Regions from separate parts of the Mus musculus genome. Here region 2 is linked to region 1. The links are chromatin contacts, called in public Hi-C maps. All regions are on one chromosome and are shown on one strand. Each heading gives the region's core, a stretch centred on a gene start, on an enhancer-like site or on the middle of the called end of the contact. The rest is flanking DNA. Distances are from core to core; before and after follow the strand shown.

The links. A called contact is a pair of places that touch in the nucleus more often than the background predicts.
Region 2: a Hi-C map of the G1E-ER4 cell line shows a contact between it and region 1, with 8 times the contacts expected there. The contact joins the enhancer-like site here to the promoter of Nova1 in region 1. A contact is called at or near these places in 1 of 484 Hi-C or Micro-C datasets (the G1E-ER4 cell line), 1 of 115 datasets of contacts at active chromatin or transcription factors (stem cell-derived neural progenitor cells) and 2 of 9 other capture datasets (adipose tissue and pancreatic islet).

Annotation. Positions count from the first base shown.
Region 1 is chr12:46,817,396-46,820,138 of GRCm38.p6, reverse strand. Nova1 (NOVA alternative splicing regulator 1) reads left to right here and starts at 1,372. Exons shown (of 5, transcript NM_021361.2): 1 at 1,372-1,523. The coding sequence starts at 1,388.
Region 2 is chr12:47,008,470-47,011,169 of GRCm38.p6, reverse strand. No RefSeq gene overlaps it. Among named protein-coding and RNA genes, the nearest start is that of Nova1, 190 kb to the right of the region's middle. Within about 2 kb of position 1,254, at least 3 of the 459 cell types and tissues checked have an H3K27ac peak or open chromatin away from gene starts, as enhancers often do. A contact at or near this core is called in the G1E-ER4 cell line, where this site is marked.

The DNA of each region.
Region 1 (2,743 bases), core at 123-2,622:
CACTTTCCTTATCTACAGAAGGACTGGACTAGATAACCTCTAGGGTCTTTTATAATGCTAGCTTAGCCACACTTCCCGCATCCCCCTCCCGCCCCCTCCAGTGTGGAAGGGCTGAGGATCAGGATCCTGAAACCGCCCGAAGCTATGTAAGTCGTGGGTGCCCAGATGCCTTCATCTGTGTTTCGTGCAGTGTGTGAAGCTGCGTACACCCTCAGCTGTTGCCTCTTCAGTTTGCCTCCCGGGTCCCTGTGGAGACCACATATCGCTTTATTTATTTATATCCTGGCTTGCTCCCGAAAGCACATAAGGCGCCAAGACACAGTAAGTCCCCGACAGTGTCACACGGTGCGAGAAAGAAATCCTCTGATGACATCTCCTTTAGAAAACCGCCTCCCAGAGATGCTAATGAATGCCTTTTGCCGAACTCTCCGGGTCCCAGCTGGGTTTCTGGTCTCCTGCCTGAGCCGTCCACCCCTCCCCGCGGTCACTCAGACGCCCTTCCCGGACTAGCCCAAACTGTCACCACCAAGTCCCAGCTGGACCAGGATCCCGCCCGGCTCCCTCGCTCGGCTGTCATTGGCTGCTGCTGCCGTCACTCCCCGCACGGCTCCGCCTCCCCGCCTAGCGCGTTTTGTGGACCCCTGGGTTTCCGCGGCAAGCCGCTGACGTTTGCCTGAGCGGCGTTGCCTGGGCCCCGCGACCTTTCACCCCGCCTCCCCGCGGGAGCGCCCCGGCCCGCTCCGCGCCCCCGCCAAGCCCGCGCGCCCCCGCCAAGCCCGCGCGCGCCCGCCGCCCCGCAGGCGGAGACTCCGGCGCGGAGGCCGGCCCCGCGCGGCGCGTGTGGGAGTCGCGGCCCCTCGCGGCCCCCGCCCGCCGCCCCCCACGCGCGGGAGACACGATGAGCGCGGGCGGGCGGCAGCGGCGCGGAGCAGCGCAGGCGGCACACGCGCCCAGGCAGCGGCGGCGGCGGCAGCAGCGGGAGCGAGCGCCGCGTTAGCCGGGTCCGCCGCTCCGGCCGCCCGCGGCCGCTCCTCCTCCCGCTCATTCACTCGCCCTCCTCCCGGCCGCCCGCGCCTCCTCCGCTCATTCACTCCCGCTCTGCCCGCCGCTTTCTTCTCCTTCTTCACCCTCCGGCTCCCACACCCCCTCCATTCCCGCTCCTAGCCGACACTGCACTGCAGCTGCTCCGCGCCCTGCCCCCTCCCCAGTGAGCACATCAGCCACACTGCTCGCCGCCTCAGACTGCTATTGATCCGATTAAAGAAAAAAAAAAAAAAAAAAAGAAAAAAAAAAAAAAAACCTTAGCAACCCCAAACGAGAAAAAAAAAAAAAAAAGCCAAAACAAAAGGGAGCCGCTTCTCCCGGTGCAGCGGCAGGAACTGCAAGCATGATGGCGGCAGCTCCCATTCAGCAGAACGGGACCCATACGGGGGTTCCCATAGATCTGGACCCGCCGGACTCGCGGAAAAGGCCGCTTGAAGCGCCCCCTGAAGCCGGCAGCACCAAGAGGACCAACACGGGCGGTGGGTATCGCTTCCGCCTCCCGCCCCGTCCCCGCCGCCCTCCCGCGCCGTGGCCGCTGCCGCCGGCCGTCCCGCGCCCCCTCCCCTGCACCTGCCCCGGCCCCGTCTCATCAAGATGGCGACCCGGGGTTCTGAGCCGACCCGCTCGCCCCAGCCGGTGCTGGCCCCGGCGACAGGGTCCGCTCCCAGGGCCGCCCCCCGCGAGAGGTGATGGCCGCCTGAAGATGCGCGCTGCATTTAACAGTCTGATCAAATAAATAAATAAATGGCACTTGGGTAGCGGCTTGCAGATGCTGGGGGCACCGGAGACTTTTGCCTCTGTTCATCCCCTTGCTCTGGGCCACAAGTAGTATGCAAAATCTTGATGAGTGCATGCCCTGAGCGCACTTACATGGTCGGTACAAATATCGCATTGATTTGTCTTCAAGGGTATGCATACGAGGGGGGTGTCTGGTACGGTGACTTGTTAGTTAACATCCTGCGCTTCCTCGGAAGATGAGTTATAACGGGACCGCTATCGCTTCTTCATTTGCACTGGAGTCATCTTAACAATGCATCCAATGCATCGAAGCAGAGGTGAATTTATCTCCAGCATATACATTAGAAATGGATGGGGGTCTTGTGAGTGGCACATCGCAAAAAATTCGGAATACTCGTTCCCAGTAAAGAGCTGGATTTACCGCGAAGTTTCCTATTTAAGACGTGATCAGGTTGACGGAAACTAAAGTTTATGGAGTTGGCTTTATTTTCTGAAACATTTCATTTTTCTTTTTTTTTTTTCACGGCTCATCGAACCTCCCCCCGCCCCCGTCTCCGTTTTATGGTTCTTTTGGAGATGGAGCGTTATCTATTTGGTGACTTTGGAGTGTATTTAGAATAAATAACTCGTAAGCTTTTTAGTATTGGCAAGATTCTTCTTAAGGTCTTTTAATTAATGAGCTTAGCCGAGATCATAGTAGACTTAGAAGTGCCGCGGAAATACATCGGGATTACTTAGATTCTCAGTCCACCACATTGACGCTTTTTTTCCCCTTGGCAGTTTCTCACGGCTTGGAATACTCCCTACAGTTTGGGTGGACTATTTTGCAGGAAGATGGTTGTTTTGTATACTTAAAGTCGGATATAGCCAGTGATTAATTGCAGTCTTTTATGTTTGCTATGACAGACAAATTTAGCGGATCACTACTTACAGTGTTGGATTTTTTTTCATCTTCAGTATG
Region 2 (2,700 bases), core at 5-2,504, 190 kb before region 1:
ATCTGATATTGATAGGAAAATAAAACAGAATCACAAAAGGTAACTTCGATATGTTTGCTGATCTCTAGAGGTTGTATTGTGGTCTACAATTGGAAGTTGAAAAGATCATCAGATTGTTTGTGGTGGGCTTCCTGGTATAATGACTTGGTTCTATTTTCATTTAGACAAAGAATGAATAAAGAATGGTATAATCAACAGTATTTGTAAAATCAAATGGATTAAGGAATACCCCTCTTTTCTTTACATAGGCTAGAGAAGAAATGCAGTCATGGTCTTATCAAGTTGTGTTTAGGGAAACACGCCATCTTCTTGAGAAAGGATGCCCTAAACAAACATATTTGAAATACTAACTACTTTGCATGAAATAGCTACTAGATCTGTTATTTTGTGTTTCAGTCTGATAGAAGTGACAGCCCAGGCAGACTCTTTCACAATTCTATTTGCCAAATAAAAGACTAAAGGACACTTAAGTATGATGGTAAGGCTGAAGGAAGTGGCAATGGAAAAGTTCTCCAAGATGTAGGCTGTACTCTTCAAAAGACAGTAGTTATAACTCGGGGTCTGAACCCATAGAGTGCATTGCTTCAGTCTAGTGACAAAGCAGGAATGCTTTGCACCTAAGTTGGTTCCTTTTTGGTAAAATCTCTATTTCAGGAATAATAAGAACACTCAAGGAGAAGTGAAGTCCATGCAAAAGCCAGACTTACGAACTCCTCTAATAAAGTGGACTTATGATATAGATGACATGTAAGTCCTATATGATGCGTAAGATGATGAGACTAAGCCATAGAAAGAAGAGGGACTCTCCAAAGATTATACATTCATTTATGCAGAAGAAAGGAAGACCTATATTTTGTTCACTCTCAAAGCTCATTCTTCCAATCTGACATTAACCCTCAGCATTCCCTCCAGTACTGCCAAGCCAACAGCACTTAGGCAGAACTGATGGCTTCTGTCACCACACTCTTGAGTTTTGGCAGCATGTCACTGTTTTTATTTTTTTCGACACTCTTAAGTTGTGGCAGCACATCACTGTTTTTATTTTTTTTTCAAGCCATACTTTTCCAAGTTACTAAAGATTGACAGTACTATTTCATGAAGTTTATTGTTCACACAAAAACCATTACAAAGTACAGTCGGAGACAGAACAAATTTGATTTCAAAGTTGACTTTTTGTGCTTGGAGCATGTGATGAGGGAGAATGTGCAGACAGCTCGCGCTTACTCAAGCTTAATGACAGATCTAAATTGGAGCTTAGAGATAAAAGAAATTCTTTAGTGATGCCTCGGTTGTCATTGATTGCTATGAGCAATTTTAAAGCTATTCAAGATGAGAATTGCAAGCTTGGTTCTGAAAGGGGAGAAAGTGGTAGGTAAGATTAGAGGCTGGTGCAAATGCTATCTTGGTTTAAAAAGAGAAGAGCCAGTTTTATATTGCCTGCATAGGTGACAATCATGACTACATATAGATATTTATCAGCAGGAAATGACTCAATGAATTCTCAGGATAGGTTAAGCACCAGCTATACTGAGAAAGATAAGAGCTACTTCCAGATTTCTTCTAAGGATCACTAGGCAAAGTAGCTAAGAGGAAAAGAACACTTGCTAGCCTACAAAATGACAAAAAGAATACTGAAAATAATTTTCATAAATTATAGCATATAATCCAACAACCTGCTAGAGATCTTTAAATTAAAAATGTGAGTCCATTCCAAGAAAGTCAGTTTCGTCAGACTGAAATGAAGTGCAGGGTTGGGAAAATTTGTGACCCTGTAGGCCATTTCCCCAACTCAAATTAAATCCTGTCTTTCCATTTATGAATTGAACTAAGTGCTACTTGGAAAAACATTGTTGTAACTCACTTTCAAAGCTCTGTTTTTTTAAACTTGAATTTTGTTCTTAGATATTTTCCTAATTTTTTGACATTGTTAGATCCCTTAAATATATATTTATCCATAGAATCTAGAAATAGAAATATTCACTGGTTCATATCTTTTGTTAATGAAAAATATTGGCCATACTTTGGATAAATGACCCAAAGAGGTATGTGTGTTTTGTGTGTGTGTGTGTGTGTGTGTGTGTGTGTGTGTGTAAAGATGGGGGAAGGAATAGAGACAGAGAAAGAGTTTGAAAGAGAATGAGACAGAAAAATAGAGATATTGAGAGGGAGAGAAAGAGAAAGAGGAAGAGAGGGAAAGGAAGATAGAGGGAGCGCGCAGGTTGACTGAAGTGTATTTGCTCCCTGTTTGACATTCACAAAAGGCAGCATCCATGCTCACACTAGCTGCGAGTCTTAGAAGAAAACTTTTCTTCAGCAGGATGTACTTGATGCAGATGTCCTTAACATGTGTTTAGAAGGCATTCTCCGAACTTGACTGCCACATCATTTTAGCAATTATAGAACTGGAAATGCAATTATTGGGCAAAAAGAAGTATCCTCATTCCTGTATTTGCCAGCTCAAAGATATACCATGCAACAGTATGGAATATGACATGGTTGGCACCCACTTCTATAACAAAGTACAGACTTCCTAGGAGTAGTATTTCTTCTGGTATATGATTTAGTTTTCAATAATTTGACTACCAGATACAAAGGCCAACAAAGAAATTCTGAATTAATGAATGGAGGCAGACCTTATCAACTGCATTGCATATTTCTTTGTTATCTCTAAAAATTACAATTTAATTGAAACCCAGCTAA